Regions from separate parts of the Mus musculus genome. Here region 2 is linked to region 1. Evidence: chromatin contacts called from public promoter capture Hi-C data. All regions are on one chromosome and are shown on one strand. The core of a region is the stretch at or near the end of the contact, and the rest is flanking DNA. Distances in the headings are between cores, read along the strand shown.

Region 1 (7,036 bases), core at 2,683-5,182:
GCCCGCCCCAGGCCCAGGCATTTAGTTTTCATCAAAGGGAGATAGGCTGGCCCCTTCCAGCAGGGATGCAGAGCCCAGAGCCCAGCTCCAAGCCTGACACACAAGTCCTCTCCTTATTGGTTGAGGACCCAGGAACAAATGACTTTTATTAACAGACATGAGTTGTGCGTCCATCCCATACTACTGACTGAATGGGGTCCAAATATGCAAGCAAGAACCCCCAGCATGTCCCCTGGTACAAGGGGTTAGGAAGACTAGGGGCTGCTGTAGCTTTCCTCCCAGCACAGCATGGTGAGAGGCAGGGTACTCTGTGTTTCCATCGTCTCCTTGCTGGAACTCCTCCCCAGGTCAAGAGCACCCCAAGAATAAGAGTCACGCCTGGTGCATGGTGGATCCTTAAAGAAAGTTTGGCCCATAACCAAATGTGATCCATAGTCTCATGTCTGTGGTTTGTTTGTAGGCATTTGGTGAGTGCCTTCTGTGAGCTCACTTGGGACACTGTTGAGTTCCAGTTTCAATCTATGAGCCAGGAGTTCGCATCTTCTGCCTCATCCCTGACCATGTCTATTATACAGGCCTGCCAGCAAGTTTACCCCATTTCCAGACTTATGACCTCAGAGATGCCACCTGAGTGAGGGATGTCTGTGAGTGACTTATCCCACTCACAGGGACAACGGCTCGCTGTCTTTGGCACTCAGTAGTGCATACCTAGTCACCGGCTGTATGTCACTCGCCTGTGTGGCAGAATGAATGAAGAAGCAGGGTCTCTTCTCTGTTGGTCTCAGTGCCAGTGCCCTTCCATGCCTCTTCCAGACGACTGTGGCTCCCAGAAGCCTACAGGCTACTCAGCAAAGTTCAGCAGGCCCTTACTGCCATTTACTGAACTGAGTCTAAGGCAGAGAAGCAGTCAGATCTGCCCTAGTGCAAAAGACCTCGGGAAGATTGAGCTCCATGAACCTACATTCTGCATAGGCACAGTGAAGCCCGGATGGACACATTTCAATCTTTTGAGACCTCCAATAGTTTCCTATGTGTCTTTGGGGCTGTTAGGTTCTTGACACTAGCACTGTATTTAAAGACCACATAGGGGAGACTTGGAAAGGCTTTGGTGCCACCACTGGTCAGTGAGCTATCTTTGAGGAAGTGTCTTCTTGCCTGGACACCTGCGTCCTCACAGGGGAGAGACCTGGAGACTTTATTTTCTTTGCCACACACAGTTTTCAAGGCCAGTCTGCAACCCACCATACGTTCCTATGATTCTTCCATGGAAGATATCCTTTCTCCACAGCTATAGGCATAGCTAACATCCTTCAGGTTCTAAACACCACCTCCTCCTGGGTACATTCCTGGGATTCTAGTTATCCTCTGAGTCAGCTTGACAATTCGATTGATCCATGTGTTTCGTTAAAAGCCCCTATCACAGTCTTCCTTTATTATCTCTGTTATCTTTGTACTATTGGCAGAGGACAAGAACAGGAATAGTTCATGATAAAGTGAGAGTGGAGTCACCCATCCAGATGTGCCTCTCTACCCTAAGTTGCTCTTTCTGATTTGTGTTACAGTTTATATGTGTTCAGAATCACGTGTAATTTCTTTGTCCCTATCCATTAACAGTGGCTCACTTCCCAAGCAGAGGCTTGCATACTGTAGGAGCCCTATCCCCCTTTTGTTTTACAGCTTCTTTGGGCTGGAATATTTGGAGCACTGATTATGTCCCAGATTCCAGGCTGGCGATGGGGTTATAGAGGCATCAGGACAGTGACAGCACTGTGATGTGCGGATAAGTGTGGCTGTGAGTGGAGCAGCTACATCAGGTGAGTGCTGAAGAAGGACAAAGGAATGTTTGACAGCAGCAATGGGCAAGAAGGAAGAAGCAAGAAGGAAGAAGTGACACAAGTCTTGAGAGTCTGGCACTGAGTTCAGTGGCCCTTGTACCACTTACCAGCGTGATCAACCTTCTCTCCAGCGTAGATAATCGCATATCTCTTTTCCTGTAGCATAGAGGCCCTCAGTGTGGAAGAGAAAAGATGCAAAATATTACTGGTCACCAAGTCCCTCAGTAATGGAGATAAATATCGAAGAGTGCCAAACAAAGTAAGAGAGATACCCAACACTTAAATGCAATGCCTTTAAAAGCCTCTAAGGCAAAAAATAAAAAAGAAGGAAAAAAAAAAAAAAAACAACCCATGAACGAAATACCAAAAAAATGTAAATAAAGACAGGATGTGCCTGGCACAAAGTATGCAGCTCAGAAACACACAGCAGCTGTGATTGGGCAGGGAATACTTTACCTTCGAAGCTGTGAACTTAGGAAAATTCGAGAAAGACCCGCGGCCCTTTCTCAGGCACAGACACGGGCAATCAGTGCAGAGCATCGGGTGTTCTTGTGAAGGAAGGTGAAGCACTCAGACTGGAGGCGGGGGGGGGGGGGGTGCGCGGGGGGCCCCAGCAGCCCCGGGTGCTCTGCCCCCTGCAGGATGCCTCGTACAGCTCGGCGGAGCCCTCCCCCACTCCGACTTGGGACTTTTCCGAAAGTTTGCTGAAACCAGACACCTTGCTTGACGGTGCCCGCGTGCAGCCTCGATTTAAAAGGCCGCCTTCAGCGCCCCCCTCTCCGCCCCCAGCGGAGACTTCAAAAGGGCCGGCGTCTGTCGCGGCCTCAGCACCTATGAGCCACCCCCCGCACCCGGAGCTCGAGCTGGAGCCGGAGCACGCGGAGTGGCCGCGGCTGCAGCGCAGGGGGACCGGGCCGGTGGCGCAGGCCCGCGCTCCCATGCTCCTCCCGGCGCCGTCGCGCCCTGTGCGCCTTTAGGGAAGGGGACTGCACCCCCGCCCCCGCGCCCGGGGCTGCGGGGACCCATGACCACAGATGCCGTTAGGCACCCGCCTAAGAACCGACCGGCCAGCGTCACACTTGGGGACCCAGTAAGTGCCCTGGGACTCACGGAGCTCTGGGCGTTTGGAGTGCGCAAAGGTGGATGCATGTGCAATAGAGGGTGCAGGTCCTGTATGCACGCCTGTGGTTGCCATTCGCAGAGGGTCGTGTGCAAGCGGGGAGTGTGCACTCGGGGAGCTGCATGGACTGTGCATGTGGGAGTGTGTGCGCTGTGCATGTGCATTTTGTGCGGGTGTGAGCACTCGGGTGGCTGCCTCTGGGAGCGTAGCGTCTGAGATCGCCAGGAATCCAGACATCCAAAGGTGTTTCGCGGAAGTTCAGTACAGTGCGTGGCTGTGTCTGCGTGTGAATGAGTGTGAGTGTTTGGAGTGTGCCTGCGGGAGTGTGTGTGCGGGAGTGTGGTATGAATCGCCTTGTAGAGGCCAGAAGCTAGAGATTTAGTCTCAGGGCTGAGCCGTGCTCGTGAGTTTGAGAATCTGCCTGGGTGTCAGAGGGTGCCGCGTGGGATTCCGGGGAGTCTCTGGTCGGAGAAAATGCAGAAAGGCCGAACACATTCAGCACGCTTACCCACAGCGGTCTTCCACGGAGCTCTAGGGTGCAAGAGTTTCTGCTAAGAGTTGGGAGTTAAGACAGATGGTTGTCGTGGAAATGTAGATGCCAAGTCAAGGTCCCAACTGTGTTTCTGCATCTCTAGGATCCTCTCAGGAGTAGAATTTTCCCCCTTCCTCCCCCACCGCCCGCTATCGAGGATCCTTAGTGTCATTAATCGTAAATTCCTAATCTCAATTGTGATAGATCCATGAGTAGCCAGGAGGAGGTTCTTTTTCATGAGTCTGTTTTGAGATCTGGGGGTGGGATGTCCCCCTCAGGATGGATAGGTGGACGGTCGCGCGAGGCAACCGATGCTGCATCCCTTGCTGCGTCCGGCAGGGGGCAGCAGTTGGCAGCAGAGGGCGGCCCGGCGCGGGGAGGAGAAGAAGGTGGAGAGCTGCGGCGGGCCGAGACTTTAAATCGCCTTCATTTCCCCCAAATCCTTCCTTTTCCTCTCCTCCCCCAGGCCGGCGGGGAGGCAGCTTCCACCGCCCTCCGCGCGCGCTCTCCCGGCCTTGCTCTGCCTCCAGAGACCGCTAGCGGCCCGCCTCCAAAAGTTTGATCATCTCTCTCTCCCTGCCTTTTCTTGCTTCTTCCTTTTCGGTGGAAGCAGAAAAAGAGCGAGGCAGGGGCGAGCGCGGCTCCGGCAGTCCTGGGACCATGGGCCTGGCGCGGGCGACCGCCGGGCTGGGGCCGTGCTGTCCGTCTGCTCCGGCGCCCCTGGGCGCAGGACTGGGCTGGGGGTGCGCCGGCAGCGCGCTTTGAGCCGGCCTGGCGCGGCGCGGCGGGGGGCTGGCGGCCCCATGGGGCGCGCCCACACTTGCCCCCCGGGCTCCGCAGCATGAAGTAGGGGCCTGCCATGGGCACGGGATTCGCGCGGGGGGCCCGAGGCACAGCGGCGTCAGGACCCGGGGGGTGAGTACAATCCCAGGGTTGCCCCCGATTCAGCTTCCTGAACCTCGGATGTGCACAAGAGTCTGGGGTTCCCTGCCGCACCAGACGCTCGCAGAGTAACGTCAGCTTCCTGTAGCTTCCCGCCAGGCGGGACGCCAGGGGTTAACAGGGGCTGTGCACCCCAGGCCGAGCTCTTTTGAGACTAGGACCAGCAAGGGAGGGTCCGCGCAGAGCCAGACCAGCGATCCCAAGAGGGGTCTAGTGGCAGTGCTCAGAGTGGCAGGCAGGGGGCAGGGGCCGGAGGAGGGAGTCTCGGTGTCTGCAGGTCGCGGGCTTGCATGGCTTTAGTTCCACTGTCCTGTGAATCAAGTTTGTCGGTCGTCAGGTCCGGGTGTCTGTTCCTGGCTCGGCCTCGGGTTCTGCACGTTCCTGCATTTCCTAACCTCTCTGCCTGTGTGAATGTGTCTTCTTGGGTCTGCGTACCTCAAACTTCCCAGCTTCTCCCGGGAAGCCTGCAGTTCCTGTCCCTCTCCTGAGTAAGCAAGGGGTGAGAGCCAGCTTGTGGGAGCGGAAAGGCCCTGGGAGATCACCAAGTCCAACCTCCTTGTACAGATGAGGGAACCGTGGCCAGAGAGGGGCCGGGAATCTCCAGGGCGGGGCCCCCGCACACAGGGGCACCCCACAGTTGGGATTCCCAGCTTGTGCAGAAGTTGTAAGAGTGAGGGATTCAGTCACTATGTGTGGGTGTGTGTGGGAGAACGCGGTCCAGAGGGGCCCTGTGGACTATATCTCAGGCACAAGGCTTGCCTTTCCATCTTGCTGGTACTCTAGGGCTCCCAGAAGAGGTTGGCCAGAGTTATAGTACCGCCCACCCTCTCAAGAAACGCCCCTTTGAGCTGGAGCCAGGGTGATGAGGCGCCCCCCTTCTTTTCCATGTCTTGGAAAAAGCTGGCTGTTTGAGATTCCCCCACACCCCCCACCACACGCATTCGTATACACAGGGCACTAGTGAGCACATTGGTGACTCATTTTCTCCGGGAGACCCTGTGCCAGGGCAGATGCCAGCGGTTGGGCAGTGTGGTGGTGCCAAAGAGCACCCCCTGCCTCAACGGGGCCAAAGTTTGAGGAAGGCAAGCAGTACCAAAGCCTGCCTGCCCTTCTGGCCGTACATCCTCAAGCATCTACCCACCTCGGCTTCTTTGCCCTACCCTGGCTCCTTCTTGCCCTTCCTTGCTTCTACATTGAGAAGTCCTCCCTCCTGGGCAACCATATGCCCTGTTGCTCTTGGGTGAACACTGGGCTCTGGGATCTTCGTTGAAGTAGCCTATAATCCATGCCTTCCCTTGTCTCTGCTTGTAGCCCAACATACTCCCCTGATATCTTGTTGGCAGTTTCTTTTTTCTGATCTCAGTGCCCAGGGACCTTCTAAATGTCTCCATGGTCTGGCCTGGTCTGACATGCAGAGGAGCCAGTTCTGGGCTCACTCACTTCAGTGGAAAGCAGACTTTGGAGCAGAGCATAGGAACCTAGCAACAGGCAGCTTGAATTCAAGTCCTCTATACTGGAGTGTGTGCTTGGCCAGGCCTGCCACCTCTCTGCTTCTCCTTTTTACATCACCAAGGTGAGCTCCAGCCCTCCCAGCTGGCAAGCATTTGTGAAAGTTAAAGAAGCGTGCCCAGGAAGCGTAGAGTAAATGTTCAGTAAACCACAGCTGCTATTTGTATCAGTGCTTGCTGCTTTGTGAATGAGTGTGAGTCAATGGGAAAGTTCTGGACCGTATCCTGTCCAGACAGATGACCTATGTGTGTGTGTGTGTGTGTGTGTGTGTGTGTGTGTTCCCATGGAGGAGGTGGAAGGTGTGGAGAAGGACCTGGGTGTGGCTGTCTTGGGTACACAGGGTCTGATGAGGCCACAGAGGCAGGTGGGACGGGGACAGACTCACGCCCTTCCCAGCCAGCCCTGGCATCACTCAGTCTGTGGTAGAGCAACTGGGGACAGCATCCACACATCTGCCATCCTCCGAGGTTCCTATGTCTTCTGGGCTTGGGGGGACCTTGGGCCTCCCTGAATGCTGAATCTGGGGTGGATTTCTGAGTCTCCAGTGTTTCCAGGAAACCAGTAGGAAGGGAAAGCCACACAGATAGAAGGCAGCTTCTAGCTGAGTCTCTGAACAGGAACAACCCTGGCTACTCCCTGGAGGGTTACATGGTCAGAAGAAGTTGTGTCCTTCGTGGCTCACATCTGGGAGCTGTCCTTATGAATTGATCTTTCAGATACCTTGGAGCCCCTCCATAGCCAAGCCAAGGTCTGTGAAGCTGTAATGAAAACAGAAGCCAGGGAGAGCAAAGCCTGCCCGCGAGCCGGTGAAGCCACCAGCATTATTAACAGTAGCCTAAACAGCACTCGAACAGTAGTCACACTGCCGGGCCTCCTTCCTTCTGCAGCCAACTTTCCAGGCTGGAGCTTACTCACATAGATGGCTCCAGGGCTCCTGGTTGCATCTCCAATCCTACTGAGAAAGCTGAAACTCTGGTCCCCAGCAAGTAGCAAGTCTCTAAAAGTATTCACTTTCTCCTCTAGGGAAAACAAATAAAATGTAGGCTTGTTTTGACTGGCTGTGTGGCTTTGGGCTAGTCCCTTCTCTCTGGGCTCTTG
Region 2 (7,372 bases), core at 1,416-3,915, 1.9 Mb after region 1:
ATCCATGTGCGCACAGAGTAAGAGTAGCCTCCAAGACAGGCGAGGGGAAATGGTAGTTATATGGTTAAAATTTTATTTTACTTATTTATTTGCTGAGGGTGGTGGACTCCATGGTTTATATGTGGCAGATAAAACACTAGAGTCGCAAGAGTTGAGTCTTCTTTCACCATTGTGGGTCCCAGGAATTCCACTCAGGTTAGCCGACTTGACCTTTTACCTACTGTACCATCTAGCTGCCCAGTAATTATACATTTAGTAATATGTCAGTAAAAGGCTTTAGCAAACATTCTCAATGCATTTAGGGATTGGGGTCAAAGAGCAAAACAACCTATAATGTCTATTCTTTCCTTCCTCCACTTCCAGAGGGGAAGAAATTTTTTTATTTAGGGACCTAAGGAGCACTTTGACTTTGATGGGAACAGAGGAGTACATGGTGCTCATAGAGAAAATCTACAGTTCAGGAGGTTTTGTACTCAGAATAAGCTGTAAAGTATACACTCTCACTGTAAAGAGGTCTGAATGGAAGGTTACAGTGAAATGGTTCAGAGGAAGACCAGGTGAGTGCATGTGCATTGGAAATTGATGTGCCTCCTATTTCATTCCTGGTTGGAAAGTGGATGAAATTCTAAATGTCTACAAATACTAAAATTATTGTACACAATGGCTTAAAAGCCTCTGGAAATACAGTCTCCAAATACCTAATTGTCATAACTGAAATGAGCAGTAGTCATGTTCCAAATATTATTTGCGGGGGTGGGGGGTGGTGTTCCAAATATCATGGGGGGGAAGTACTGAATGACAGTGTTTATGCAATTCACCCCCCATCTTTTTCCTTCTTTGAGGACTACATCCTAGTTTGTATAGGTGAATCAAAGTTGTAGACCGTGAGAGATTTGTGGGGTAGGGGGTAAGTTTTTAACCTATGGCATTATGCACAGTATTTTTTTTTTCTTTCCATCAGGTCTCTATAGAATGGAGGATGGAAGATGGGCATCTCTTTATACGTAGAGACCTTGAGTTCCAGAACTCTTAGCCTGATGCTACATAGCAAGTTCTTCCCTGACCAGGAGGACAGAAATCTGGGATAGCTGGTTTGCAGAATAGTGCCATGATTCCTGCTTACCACATTTCAGCTTTTATGGGGGGTGGGGTGGGTGGAGATCTGAGTCATCTGTCATCTTACAAATCTTTATCTGTTTACCAGCAAATATGCTCCGATGGTTCTGTTCCTCCCTGGAGCATGTAGCAAAGATCCTAACTCTGAGGAAGGATCTGGAACAGCCCGTAGGATAGGAACACCACGGGAGAGCAAGTCAATAATTAGTAGCGTCAACTTCACCTCAGTTTTCCACCATAAATTCTACCTGGAATGACATCTTTTTATAGAGATACTATTTGGACAGGCTAGCAAAGAACTAATAAATTTAAACCACCATGGCTAACCCATTTTGACTTATTAAACACTCGAGGGAAAGAGAGCTGTTTTGCCATAAGGGGGAGCTTTTGAGTTCCATAAAGAGGGGGAAAGGAATGAATATATATATATATATATTTCAGTTCAAAACGTAGAGCCACAGGGGCAGCAGACTGTTACCTGCTTACCTGTGCTTGGCCAACATTAGGAGAACTTGGATTGTTTTTAAGCTGAAATTGGGTAAATTCATATTTTCCTACCATTTATATTCAACAAAAAGTATATCTAACAGTCAACTGAATGATGTAGGATTGTTCAGGGGCAATGATGGGGGACATAGCACTGGTCCACTGTATCTCCAAGGGAGATGCCCTGCAAACAGTTCTCTGATGCTCTGTTCAATCTATACGGATTTGGGAATTGACTTTGGTATGCTGAAGCGCGAAGGTTAGCATTGGGGTCTCAGGGAAGAGAGAACCAACTTACTACAGTATAACTTTAAGAAAATGTGGTGAGAGGAGAAGGAGAAAGGCAAAAGAGACAGAGAGAGCAAGGAGGAGAAAAATGGGAGAGGGAGGTGAAGGGAGGGGGACAGAGAACAAGAAGAAAAGTGGGAGAATGAAAGAAAGAGGGAGGGAGGCAGAGAAGATGAAAAAGAATCTGAAAATCAAGTTTCAACGCTTTGTGTATTGTGAAAAGAGAGACATGTAACAGCAAAGGGCAAATGAGACCCTGAAAGACAGATTTTTCTCTCCCGCCACGAGGCAAAATAAAAAATAAAAATAAGGGGCGGGGGTAAAGGGAGCAAAGCAAAACAAAACAAACCAGAACGTGTGTTTTGAGTCGGAATGCGAAGAGCAGGGAGGACCGTAAGGGGGTGTGTACAGAATTTCATTAAATTGTTACTTTAAGATTGTCTTCTTAAAAACAGAAGAAGTAGAAGAAGAAAGAGGGGGTGGAGAAGCTGAACCGAAGGAAAGGAGACAAACGGCAAAGTAGAGGAAGGCTGGGTGGATCGGCCTCTCCAAACCGATTGATTGGTCATGATCCCCGCAGTTTGAACAGGGACTCATTCAATTGGGAAGGTGGAGTGCTGGCGAACAGATTAGCACACGCTTGTTTACTCGTCTTCTAAGGGATTTTTTCCCCCTCTTTCCTTTCATTTCGTGAAGAAGGAGGGAGGGGAGGGGGCGGGGGGGAGAAGGGGGCTGTGGCTTGTGTTATAAAGGACGCAAAAAATAAATAAATGAGAGCATCTTGGGGGGAGGGAGGGAATTCAGCCGACCAGTGTGTTAGAGGAGATTTTTTTTAAGAGCTAGAAATATATAAAATAAAATGAAATAAAACAAGGAGGAAGGCATCCAGCTGTTAGAAGGGGGGATAAGGCAGATAAAGGAGCGGGGAGAGAAATTAATTGCCAACCAGGAGGAGTTGGACTGTATTTTTGAAAGGTGGGGGGAGTGGAGCACACACCTTGAGGAGGAAAGCGAGAAAGAAAAGAAAAAAGCAAGTGGAAGGGGGGCTCGCACGAGAAAGGAGGCAAATAGTAGTGCGAGCTAAAGCTGGCAGCTCCGGGCGGCGGTGCAGGGGCGCAGGGGGGGCGGGGGGGACCGTCGGACATGCGGCTCTGGAGTTGGGTGCTGCGCCTGGGGCTGCTGAGCGCCGCGCTGGGCTGCGGGCTGGCCGAGCGCCCCCGCCGGGTCCGAAGAGACCCTCGGGCCGTGCGCCCCCCGCGCCCCGCCGCTGGACCGGCCACCTGCGCCACCCGGGCGGCCCGCGGTCGCCGCGCCTCGCCGCCGCCGCCTCCGGGCGGTGCCTGGGAAGCCGTGCGCGTCCCCCGGCGGCGGCAGCAGCGGGCGGCGAGGGGCGCCGAGGAGCCGAGCCCGCCTAGCCGGGCGCTCTATTTCAGCGGGCGAGGGGAGCAGCTGCGCCTCCGGGCCGACCTGGAGCTACCCCGCGACGCCTTTACACTGCAAGTGTGGCTGCGAGCCGAGGGTGGCCAGAAGTCTCCAGCAGTGATCACAGGTAAGGAGAAAGGGGTCCCCCCTGTCTGGCGGACCACCCTGCGGGTCTCTGCAGGCCCCTCCTGGGTTCTTGCGGATGTCTGGGGTGCAGGTGGCGGGTGGGTCTGCGGGAGCCGTCCCGGGAGCAGCACAGGGAGTAAGGAAGAGAGACTCTCTTTAACCCATCTGCGGAATGGGCGCGCTGAGAAAGGATGCTGCCCGGCCTCTGGGGAGCTGCACTCGGGAGCTCCTCGCCGGTCCAAGACCAGGAGCTAGGGATATAGCTGATCCCCCGGGAACCCAGAATACTTAAGTGGTGCTGGGGATGTACAGAGAGACTCTGTCCGGGTATGGGAGAAAAGGGTACAGGACCCAGATGGGTTGCGTGTGAAAGAAGTGTAGGAAACGGTTCATTTCTCTTTACTTTTCCATAGACGCAATTCTCCAGTAGCCTGGCTACCCTCAAAGTAGGCATGGGGCAGGTAGTTTTGATTGCCAGACTTAGAAGTCCTATAACTACCCCAAAGTTGCTCTCTGCCCGAAGCTTGCCTCTGGGAACCACCACCACCACCATAGCCACCCACACTGCCTCTCTGGGTCCTTGCTTTTAAAGCCCGTTGCCTGTCATTCACCGCTGGGTCAGACCTTCTTAGCGCACCTCTGACAGCCTACCCCAGACTCGGCTGAGAAATGGGGCGCTTTTCTCTTTGGGGACTTTTATGAGCCCATACTAGATTTAAGATCTCCCTCCTCACCCTCCCTCTCTCCCCTTCGCTGCTCCACAGCAAAGCCCATAGTGAAACCGGACACTTTGCGAGGGCTGCAAACCTTCCAAACGCCTCAACATTCATTTTCCCTTCTAAATGAATCTGTGGAAATGCCTTTAATAAAACGAGGGGTGGTGGAGGGGGCGGCGCAGGAGAGAAGGAAAGTTTTGCCTCTTCTGTCTGGGAGATTCCCTCACTGCATAAACAACCTTGCCGTGTCCTGGGACGCCTTAAAGCTATATTAGGGGTTCCCCCTTCGCTGCAACCTGGGAGCGAGTAGAGGGTTTCGTGATCCCACCCCTTACACACCGCTCTCAGGCAGTCTGCGGCTGTTTTGCCTTGGCATAAACCTTTCTGAACACTGCACCGACTCTCCCATTTACCGAAGTCCCCTTCAGGGAACCCAAACTCTGCTACTATGCCACTCAAATGTATCCTCAAAGCTCCCACTTCCCAGCTACCAAAGGAGAGTGAGAACGACTACACACACACACACACACACACACACACACACAAAACTGACGTCATCGCTACCACCACCCCCTCCCTCCGAAAAGGAGAGGGAAACGGAGCGCATTCACTTTCAGCTCCCAAACCCTTGTCAGCCAGAGGAGGGTACAACATGTAACGAGAGACAAGATTCAAAATAGTCATGAAGATGATGATAATTCAGGTCTCTCTCTCTCTCTCTCTCTCTCTCTCTCTCTCTCTCTCTCTGTGTGTGTGTGTGTGTGTGTGTGTGTGTGTGTGTGTTTGTGTGTGTCTGAGTGTGTCTGAGTGTTTTCACTTTCAAAGCACAGCGGTTTGCTGCTTGAAAGTGGTTAAGAGATGGGTAGGTTTGGTTTTGCTGCTCTACCTGTTGTGTGGATGATTCGGAAGGGATCCCCCAAGAGAGGAAAGCCCGGGGTTGTAAAGATAGTGGGTGCATTTAATATATACATGCATACAAATCTTTGTCTCACGGGATTGCATTTGCATTTGCACAGGCTTCTAAGTGTTTCAGACCAAGGTCTTTCTCCCTTCCTGGTCTCTGGAAGACTTACGTGTACGTAATCGACTCGCACAATTGTTGCAGTAAAATACTTTCATTGGATCGGTGATGCTAGGTTATTATTGCTCCTATAAAATGCCTGGTTCATTTTATGCGTGGAAATAACATTCCTCACAAAACGGAAGAAAGAAAAAAACAAAAACAAAACAGTAAGTAGATAAATTAATAAATAAACGGCACGACTGCCATGTAGCCCCAGAAAGCCTGGAAGCTGTTCCCCGGAGAATCTGGTCGGTTCCCCCCCCTCCCCTAGTTGAATCCGAGCCAGATTTGGCAGTGTGTAAACACCTGGCAGCGAGCCAGAAAAGACTTATTCGGCCTTATCCTCCACACGAAGCATACTGTGGGTCTAAAGAGAGCCTGCTTCTCCTTGAACTAAAAAAGCAAACAAACAGAAAGGTTTTTTTTTTTTTTCTAAAAGTACGTTTTTAATTCCCCCCCCCATCCGTAGTTAAATTAGGGCTGTAAGAGTCAGAACTCCCGAAGTGGGTGACAAGGCTCAGCCTCAGGCTGTCTGCGTGACCTCAGGTGCCCAGTTGGCTGCCTGGTCTCTGCTAGCTTTCTCCGGCTGGGTGTCACCACTTTCACAGGAATCCCTGGTCACTGATCTCCAGAGCAGTCATAGCTCAGCATGGTTTGCAACTGCTATTTCAGGCCCAGGGCTGCTGCCTCTCTCTCAGGCCAGCCTGCCTTACATCACTAGACTGCACGACTCAATTGGGTTTCGTAAAGGTCTAATTTTACGGTGCTGTTAACCAGGTCTGTCGTCTGGCAGAGGCAGAGCCTTGCAGCTCCTGGTAGGCGGGAGAGTTCCCAGATCTGCTTGCCCCTGGTTCTATTTGTGCCTGGGTTCAAACTTCACTTCATGGACACTGATTGAGAAAGTCACTGAGAAAGGCAAGGAGAAGAAGCAGGATTCTGAAGAAAATATGCCTTTTATTTTTCTGAAAGGCAAGGTGAATACACACACACACACACACACACACACACACACACACACACACACAAAACAGTAGCTGGTGAGGAAAATTCAAAGCCACAGTTAGAAAGCGTTGGAGGGCATGATTCTCCTGGGTCTGCCAAAGGTTACTATGAGCTATATATCAGTAGTCATTCAGGCCAATGGGAAGAGATCCATAGAGGACCAGAGGGTGTACTGAATGGCAGAGCTCAGGGGCAAGAACTAGAACTTAACCTCTGACATTCCTATTTCCAGACCTCACCCACTACCTGGCAGAAAGAAGTCTCATAAACAGGCTCCTCTTATCTCATACAGTCCCACCATCCAGGTAGTACATGGTGTGTATGAGTGTGTGTGTGTGTGTGTGTGTGTGTGTGTGTGTGTGTGTGTACCTGTGTGTATTCTGACACATCTCTGCTTTTGTACTACATCCAACAGATCCAGACCCCTTATTGAAGCTTCTCCTGACCTGAAAAGTGTCCCCCACAAGCGCTGCCCTCATCCTACCCTATTCTCAATCCCCTTCCATTAGGGAAGAGTTCCAGTTCCTAAGGAGATGGGGTTTAAAGCCTAGTCCTACTAGCATTTCTGCTGGCAGGTCCTTTTCCTTTTGTTGTAAGTGTTGAAATAAAGTTTGCTGATTACTCTCAAGAACTCCTTTCTTCCTCTCTTCTGTAGATCATTTATTTCTCACTCAGCCCTTCAGAAAGTCAGAAGCTTCACCAGAAGTTCACACACAAACACAGCCTTCTCCATAACTAGCTGGAGCTCCCCATCTAGGATGTAGAATGCTTCAGTTGTCACAATGACCTGTCAGTAGCCAGGTTACCTCTGTCCTTGTCCAACTGTGCCCTTGAGCAATCTAGCTGGCTCCTCCCGGCTCCAACTTTCTCATCCACCAAGAAAACATGTTGGGAGTTCTTGTGTCACCACAGGTTGTGCAAATGGTGATTGAGCTTGGTGGGGGGGGGGGGAAGTACTTAGAGCTGACGCTAGTACTTAGTGAATGTTCAGCAAAGATTTCTTTTATTGATAAACAGGGTTTTCCAAAGATCTCAGGCTTTCTGGGCTGAGGGCACTACAAAGCAAGAGGCCTTCTCTGCCAAGCAGTGTTCTTTAAGCTTGCTTTACATCTGAGACTTTTGTCATCCTAACCACACTGAGAGGTGGGCAACA

The links. Promoter capture Hi-C pulls out the DNA fragments that hold promoters and counts their contacts.
Region 2: a promoter capture Hi-C map of embryonic stem cells shows a contact between it and region 1. The contact joins the promoter of Pappa here to the promoter of Col27a1 in region 1. A contact is called at or near these places in 2 of 39 promoter capture datasets (cranial neural crest and embryonic stem cells).

The regions. Positions count from the first base shown.
Region 1 is chr4:63,211,480-63,218,515 of GRCm38.p6, forward strand. It overlaps Col27a1 (collagen, type XXVII, alpha 1), which reads left to right and starts at 3,933. Exons shown (of 61, transcript NM_025685.3): 1 at 3,933-4,402. The coding sequence starts at 4,347.
Region 2 is chr4:65,121,509-65,128,880 of GRCm38.p6, forward strand. It overlaps Pappa (pregnancy-associated plasma protein A), which reads left to right and starts at 2,666. Exons shown (of 22, transcript NM_021362.1): 1 at 2,666-3,439. The coding sequence starts at 3,034.